2 separate regions of the Mus musculus genome follow, and region 1 is linked to region 2. A link is a contact called in public HiChIP or PLAC-seq data. All regions are on one chromosome and are shown on one strand. Each heading gives the region's core, a stretch centred on a gene start, on an enhancer-like site or on the middle of the called end of the contact. The rest is flanking DNA. Distances are from core to core; before and after follow the strand shown.

Evidence for each region. HiChIP or PLAC-seq counts read pairs in DNA pulled down with a chosen protein or histone mark.
Region 1: a contact with region 2 is called in an H3K27ac HiChIP or PLAC-seq map of embryonic stem cells, with 3 times the contacts expected there. The contact joins the enhancer-like site here to the promoter of Trub1 in region 2. A contact is called at or near these places in 7 of 39 promoter capture datasets (the C10 cell line, cranial neural crest, embryonic stem cells and 3 more), 1 of 484 Hi-C or Micro-C datasets (bone marrow-derived macrophages), 3 of 115 datasets of contacts at active chromatin or transcription factors (bone marrow-derived macrophages, embryonic stem cells and stem cell-derived neural progenitor cells) and 2 of 9 other capture datasets (adipose tissue and liver).

Annotation. Positions count from the first base shown.
Region 1 is chr19:57,666,198-57,670,450 of GRCm38.p6, forward strand. All of the region lies in intron 9 of Atrnl1 (attractin like 1), which reads left to right. Among named protein-coding and RNA genes, the nearest start is that of Atrnl1, 57 kb to the left of the region's middle. Within about 2 kb of position 1,949, at least 14 of the 459 cell types and tissues checked have an H3K27ac peak or open chromatin away from gene starts, as enhancers often do. A contact at or near this core is called in embryonic stem cells, where this site is marked.
Region 2 is chr19:57,450,563-57,454,715 of GRCm38.p6, forward strand. It overlaps Trub1 (TruB pseudouridine (psi) synthase family member 1), which reads left to right and starts at 2,344. Exons shown (of 8, transcript NM_028115.3): 1 at 2,344-2,634. The coding sequence starts at 2,385.

The sequences.
Region 1 (4,253 bases), core at 699-3,198, 220 kb after region 2:
ACCAAAACCCTTTTGAGAGTTCATTATCTGATAATAACATTTTTCTCAAAGTAATTTGGCTATTATCATGATTTAGTAACTCAAATCAACTTTAGTCAAATATTACTATTGATTTCTGCTTAGCTAATATTTTGATAAGGAACTAAAATCTTTCTGAACATGAAATAGGATCATGCTTCTTGGATTTTTCATGTTAATTATTTGGTGTGAAGGCTATATTAGATGCATTATTTGGGGGGTGTATTCTTTTAATGCTTTTAAAACCACATTTTTAAGACCAAACTTATTTTTTTTCAACAGTAGTTTGTAACTATAGCCTTTAAGAGAACTAAAGGTGACTTTTGATGTATAGAATTTTAACAATGGAATTTATTTCAAAGTGGTTATAAGGATATTCAGATTATTCAGTGATTATTACATGATTCGGTTTTTATAAGTATTTTAAAGAACTGATCTATGAAATTGATATATTACTCATTAAATCATTAATTATAACACTATTATTCTTACAATGCAATACCTTTTAAAAGTTAGATGTATTACAGAGTAATGGTCTCATTGTGGCTTTCCCTGTGCTCCGGCCCTGTTTACTGTCTCTCCCTCCATCACACTCTCCCCTCTCTTTCATGCACCTTTACTTTCACATAACTTTTAAATTTCACACGTGAGAGCATGTAACAGCTGTCTGTCTGACATTATGCTCAGTGCGGTGCCCAGCCCCAACTGATACATCACAACACAACCCGTACACCTAAGGCTCAGAGAACTGGGGCAGAAGGATTAACAGCCAGGGGACCAGGAGGTCTGCTGTGAGACCGTGACATCTGTACAGGTGAGGGAAGTTGTACCCATGAAATCTAGAAAGTATGAACAAGATCTGCGTGGTGACATCATTCCCGTTGATGTGCAGTGTGGATGAGAAACCTTTCAGGGGTTCACCCATAGATGAAGAACTAGACAGTTAAGCAGCTTAACTGAAAGCTAAGCTCCACCCACTTCCCTGCAAATGGCGTCGTGTGTTTGAGTGGACAAAGCTTTTCAGCGCACTATTTAGCCACTTCAATAGGCTGTACTGAAGCCCTCCCTGTTATTTTCACGTGCACTTCTGAGAACACACAGTGATCGCGGAACTTTTAGACATGTATTTGACACCTCTGTCTTTATTTACATATGGGGCAGTACACTTCTTTTGGGTTCCATTTCTTTGTATGATTTGGAAACCATTCTTTTGGGGTTTTTTTTTTTTGTTGCACTGTTTTTATGTGATGGTATTTTGTTACAAAATTTCTTATGACAGTTCTTGGCTTGCACTTTTATTCTTTGAGCATTATCTAAATTAACCAAGACCTCATCATTAGAATTATCTTTCATAAAACAAAAATAGAAATTAAGGCCTCAGCAGTTAGTTTTCACGGTTTGTGCTTTTTGGTACTTCTAAAGAATTCATCATCAACCTCACCTCCTGGATTTTCTCCCATGTTATCCTCTAGGTGTTTATCATATTCTGCCTGTGTGTTTATGTAGCAGTAAATTGTTAATCTGCTCTGGACTCCCGCCTGCAGCTGCGCTTCTCGCTGCTGCCCAATGCTCTGGAGTCCCCGAATGAAACACACACACACACACACACACACACACACACACACACACACACACCGGCTTATTTTTAATATACCCTAAGCAGCGCAATGGCTGGGACACTTCCTATCTCCATGTGACTAACACACACTCCCTTCCGATATTCCTGAGTTATCACTTTCTAAAATCTATATTTTATCTTTGCTGCCCCGGACCTTGCTGGGGAGCCCTCCTGGGGCTGTTTTCCCCTTCACCTACCTGTCGGTGGGCGCTCCCTCCTGCACCTTTTCCTGTGTGGTCCATCTCCTATGTCATCCTCGTGGCGGAATCTCCTCTTCCTCCTTCTCTATCCTTTCCCAGGAATCCTAAAATCCCGCCTCCGACTCCCTACCCAGCCATTGGCTGCCAGTAACTTGATTCACCAATGAGAGCCAACTGGGGGCAGGGACCCCCAGCATCTGAACCCGCAGATTCTCGTGTGATTTTGGGAGCCGAATGAACACAAACAGCATTAGAACCAACCCCCAACATGTTTACTATTTATTCTACATTAATTTTTTTCATCAGTGTAACGAATATTTATGTGGTATGCATACGTGCCTGCATGCGTGTTCATGTGTGTGTGGGTGCACACGTGTGTATGTATACGTGCGTGTGTTTATGGCTGCAATGTGGAGGTCTGAGGTTGACTTACTTCATGAGTTGTAACCCTCTTTTGTGCACCACAGAATATTTCGAAACACGATCTGTTGCTGAACCTGGAGCTCGCCGTTTTGACCATTTTAGCTAGCTTATTCTAGAATGCCCTGTCTCTGCCTCTGCATCACAGTGACGGGTGGGCTCTCCCACAGGCTTTTATATGGGTTCTGGAGTCTGAAGTCTCGTCTCCACATTGGCAGGGCGCGCTCTTTACTGTGAATGTATTTTACAGCGAGTCTTCAGTATGGGTCTAAATTCTTTCTCTATTGTTTACGACTTTTAGTTATTGCAGTGGTGTTTCTTGGGTATGCTATCTTATCGTCATGGAGCAAGTTTTGCTTCTTGTTAAATGTCAGTTGGGTATACTTGGGTTGGTCTGTCTCCGGGCTCTCTAGTCCACTCTCTTACTTACTTGTCCTTGTTTCAGTAACAGACTGCTTCGGCTACTGTAGATCATAGTAAACGCAGAGGACGGGAGCAGTCAGTCCTTTAACTTGATTCAGTATTTTTCTTAAATATTAATTTTACATTCTTAAGTATTTATTTTGTTAAAGTTAGAGTGCCTGGATCTGTGCCTGTGCACAACATTTGCACACGTGTCCACGGAGGCCAGAAGAGGCATCCGATACCCTGGAACTGGAGTTATAAACAGTGTGAGCCACCATATGGATACTGGGACCTAAGCCTGGATCTTCTGCAAGGCACTAAGTGTTCTTAACGGCTAAGAGGTCTCTTCAGCCCTGACTTTGTCTAACTTAAGCCTTTACCTACCCATGTAAATCTTACTCTCCATAATTTACTGGGATTTTGATTGACAATAACTTGTATCGCCAGATCAGCGTAAGAGCTGACAGTTGATTGTATTAATCTTTACATTCGTGTGCATGTAGTATCTCTCCATTCATTTAGAGACTTTTGTTTTTATTTATTTATTTGTTTACATTTATTTGTTTTGAGATAGGGTTTAAATATGCTACCTGGAGTTTGCTATGTAGATCAGGTTGGCCTCAAACTCAAGAGATTCACGTTCCTCTGCCCCTCCCCCCCCAAGTGCTTGATCTTTTCTAAACTCAGAATTTTATAGTCTTTTTCATAAATCTTACATAGAATATTATATGAAGTATACATTTTATTTTTATACTGATACATATGTGTATTTATATATTACTATATAAAATATCTTACTATGTATATACATATAGTAACTATACATACACACACACACACACACACACACACACACACACACACTCAGTTCCCTGGGGAGAGCTTTAGAGACCTCTGTTTGTCTGCCTTTCTCCCTCCTGGAGAGCTTGTATTGTAGGTGCATGGGCTCAGTGACCTGATTCCCCTTGGTGTGGTACCGTTGCTTTATACATAGAGTACTTGTGGTAGGAGGCTGGTATCTTTTAAGCTTGACTCTCTGATATAGAACTTATGCCTTATTAAGGCAGGATCAACATTCTTTGGCTCCACTTTAACCTCATAAGCGAGGTTGATAACTCCCACCTCTGCTGAGGGCTGAGTATGGAAAATCACCCAGACTTCTCTGAGTTTTTCGTGGAATAGAACTTAGGTAAGAATGGGAGCGTGAGATTTGTGGTGGCCTGATACTCTCAGCAACATATGGTTGACCTGAAGTAGGAACCAAGAGATGAAGCACTTTGTTTCCCCGGCTCCACCCCTTGGAGTTGGAGATCTGTCCTTCCTTCCGTACTGGTGTCCTACAGTGGTGAGGAGACACTGGGAAGACATAGTAACACGCCTGATTTAATACACTATTGTTGCTTGTTTCCTTTTCTCCTTACCCTGGAAGAGGGGCCTCAACTGTGACCTTGTGCAAGCAAGGCAGGTACCCTGTGGCTGAGCTTTCTGTTCTTAGCCACACCCCTGTTCTGCTGTCTTAGACTCCTAAGTCTCTGGCATCACAGGCCTATGCCACCTGGTCAGAATCAGTGTTGACATTCCTAACCCAAGCT
Region 2 (4,153 bases), core at 1,094-3,593:
TACTCTCCCTTTGCAGAGGTTTCTATGGGAGCTGTCAGATACATTTGTGTTCAAAACGTTGATCGAGCACTGTATCTGATGCTATCCCAGGCCCTGGAGGCTGAAATTAACAAAGGATTCTTGTACTCATGAAGCTTATATTGTAACAAAGGAGGTCAGACATTAACAAAATTAGTAAAGTATGTAATATGTCAGTTGAGGCGGTGCCATGGAAAAAAATTAAGCAGGAACATGAGCTTCCATGGAGATAGGAAAGTGTTGTCAAGAGAGAGGGAAAGGAGGTGCTATGTTCTACAAGTGGGTCACTTCATCCAGAGGGTTTTGGAGACTGGGTCAAAATAGAAAGTTTAAGCCAACAATGTGAAATGCTTTATTAGAAGCAGACTGTCTTAATCAGTGCTTTGTTGCTCTGAAGAGATACCATGACCACAGCAACTCTTGTAAAGAAAACATTTCATTGGGGCTAGTTTACAGTTCAGAGGTTTAGTCCATTATCATCATGGTGGGAAGTATAGCTGCATGCAGGCAGATATGGTGCTGGAGAAAGAGCTGAGAGTCTACATCCAGATTAGCAGGCGGGAGGGAGGGAGGAAGTGAGGGAGAGAGTGAGGGAGAGAGTGAGGGGGAGAGTGAGGGAAAGGGAGAGGAGAGGAGAGGAGAGGAGAGGAGAGGAGAAGAGGAGAAGAGGAGAAGAGGGGGAGGGGGAGAGGGAGAGTGAGGGAAAGGGAGAGGAGAGGAGAGGAGAGGAGAGGAGAGGAGAGGAGAGGAGAGAGATGAGGGAGAGGGGAAGAGGAGGAGGGGAGAGAGGGAGAGGGAGGGAGAGGGGGAGAGGAAGAGGAAGAGGGGAAGAGGAGGAGAGGGGGAGGGGAAGAGGGAGAGGAGGGAGAAAGACTAGGAGACTGGCTTGAGCATTTGAAACCCCTCCAAACCCACCCCAGTGACACACTTAGTCCAACAAGGCCATAGCTCCTAATCTTTGTCAAGTAGCACCACTCCCTTAATGAAAAAGCATTCAAATCTATGAGGCTGTGGGGACCATTCCTATCCAAATCACCACACAGTTAGAGAACAGAGAACATAGATTAGAGGGTAGCAGAAAAGAGATATGGTGGGGGTGGGGGAGAGGGAAGGAGAGATGGCAGACTGTCTTAGTCAGTCTGAAATATAATATTAAATAAAATGACCTGTGAGTTAAAGGCTTGTCCAATGTGTAAGATGTTGGCTACTTTAGGAAATTAGAGCTTGATTTTTCTAATGCCCAGAATACTCTATCTGTAATGATTCCTCTGACATACATTTGTTGCGTGAATGGTAGACGTGTAACTGGCATCCCCTGACTGGGATCATTAGGCAATGAGGCATCATTAGGGAAGAATGTTAGCCTGGCAGAGCACTATGAGAAAGAATGGCTGTAAGGCAATGTGGGGAAACAAAGAAGACAAAGTGGCTATCCCATAATAACCACACTTCCATTTAATGCATTTGGGGAAGAAGTAAAAGGATTTTTTTTTCCTCTCTTAGAGGGACAGCCTAATGCGAGGTCTGCAAAGAGTTTAAATATTAATTTAAACCATAGGCGTTTTTGTTGTTTTGGGTTTTACTTGTTTGTTTGTTGAGATAAGGTCTCAGTATGTTACCCTGGGTGGCCCGGAACTCACAGAAATCCACCTGCCTCTGACTTCTAAATGCTGGGATTAAAGGCATTCACTGTAGGGGGCTAGGGGGAATTTATGCTAGAGTGAGTTGGTAAATCCTGATCGGACACATTAGTCAAACAATGAATTTTGATTGTTGGTCCTTGATGTTTTGTCTCAGGAATGAGACAGTGGCCAAATAACTGAATGGACCTTGGGGCTAGCTTTAGGAATGTAACCTACAGTTTAGCAGGGGAGAAGGAAAAGGGGAAGAAGAGTAAAGCCTGTTGGTGCCATGTTTGCCATGCCTGTTAGAGAGCCCTTCATGCACCACCACGAATGGATCAACCATATATAGTTTTTGATTCCTATAAAGGAATAGAAACTCCAAAAGAACATTAACATTTTTTTTAGAACTGTCAAAAACTGCAGTCAAAAATTCAAAATTCATACACACACACACACACACACACACACATGCAGGTTATGGGGGGGCGGTACAGAAAGGAAGTGACTCTACCTCAAATACACAAATTAGGTGTTTGCGTTGGATAGTTTACAGCGGCAACTCCAATGTACCTCTTCACGACTAAGAGCATTTGGTAACAGAGATATTAAAGGTTCCAGCAGAACTCCGAGATGCCAGAGCAAGCCATTGGCCTATACCGAGCCTATGGACTACAATTCCCAGAAGGCCTTGCAACACATCGGTGTCATCTCTGCTCGCCTCTTGGCCCAGGCCGTGAAAGCATGGCAGCTGCAGAGGCAGAGGTGGTTTCACCTCTGATTGTGGACACAGCTCCTGACACTTCAGGAACAGCCGAGGCCTCTGTAGCAGCATCGGTGGCGGAAGCGGCCAGGACTGAATCGCAAGCCCCGGCCTCCAAGGCCGCCCTGGCTGCTAAGCTCATGTCGCTGAGCGGCGTGTTCGCCGTGCACAAGCCCAAAGGGCCCACTTCAGCCGAGCTGCTGAACCGGCTGAAGGAGAAGCTGCTGGCAGGTACTGCCGCCCGGGTAGGGACCAGGCTGAGGAGTTCTCCACCACACTGGGATTTTTATCTCTAGTCTTTCTTCTTTTACTTACTGACTTACTTTGTGCGTCTGTGGCTCAAGATAGAAAGAGTGACCACCGAATTAACTCTGGACGAAAACCCAGGGCATCTTAGGCTTGGACTTACCCAAGTGCACACTCTTTCAACAGTGGCCCTTTGAGCTTCTCACGGGAAGTACGTGTAGAGTTGGGGGACCAGTCTGCATATACAGGTTTTCACCCTGGTGGCTGCAGCCCAGTTTTCTGTAGTTTGATCCCTCCCAGGGTTTTTGTTTAACTCTTGCGAATGAGTACCACCAGAGGAAATGCAGGCTCTCTACCCCTAAGTTGCAAACTTAAAAGTTTATTTGAAAAGCACATAGGCTGAGTTAGCTAGGATTTAGAAAGGACACCACTTTCACCTTTTAGTGGGCACGGTGATTCGTCTTCTATACAAATGCAGGTTCCTGATCCCCACACTTGCAGACCCTGAAAGTCTGAAGATCTGGGATTATTTTGGAAATTGTGCTCTATTGCTTCAGATTGTGCTTTCTTTCTTCTTCTTTTTTTAATGTAGTATTTTTTGAGGAACATTAAAATAGAAGATGGCCATTTTTCTAACCATTCTTCCTCTTGATCATTTATAACAGGAGCATTAAAAAGCCAAAACCCTTTAGTTTTGTTTTGCGTGTGAATGTGTATGCAGTGTGAGTGTGTGTTTGTAGGTGAGAGGTGATGTTGGCCATCTTCAGACATGGCTTTCCATCTTGTGTATTGAGCCAGAGTACCTCACTTGAACCTAGATCCTGCCAATTAGGCAAGTCTGCCTACTCAGCTTGTTTTAGGGACAACTGGCTAGGAATCAGGGTAGCATTCAGTGTCACCCTCGTGTTTATAGGGGTGCTGGAGATCCAAGCTCTGGTCCTCACTATTGCTTGGCGAGCACTTTACCCTGTGAACAGTCCCCACGGAGCCTTTCTTTTACTGGATTCTCATGTTAAGCTGCATCTGTGGAATCCTATAGGGACATAGGATGAACAGTGGCCGCCTCTTCCCTTAAGTCGGCTTACAGTCTTGTGATCTCTGCAGTTCCAGATTCTCCAGAGCTTCAGCTTAGCTTGTCTTGTTACAGGTACAGAGAAACCTCTCACAGTGCTCAGTGTCACCTGGAAGACTTAATCTAGTTTTGTTTGTTTGTTTTGAGATAGGTTTGCCTTGAGCTCAACTCAGTGATCCTCCTGCCTGAGCTCCTGAATGTGAGACTTACAGATGGGCACCTCCATTCTGATTTAAATTTTCTCTTTTAGCCAGGAGCCAAACTATTCTGATAAAAACTTTGCTAATTTAAATGTTTATTGAACAGATACACACATTCTTCCGGATGCTAAACAATGGTGTTATACTTGCTCATTTGTGCTCATCGTTAAGTGTGGTGGCTAACTTTGATTGCCACCCCAATATCATCTAGAATTCCCAGTTTCAGTAAGGG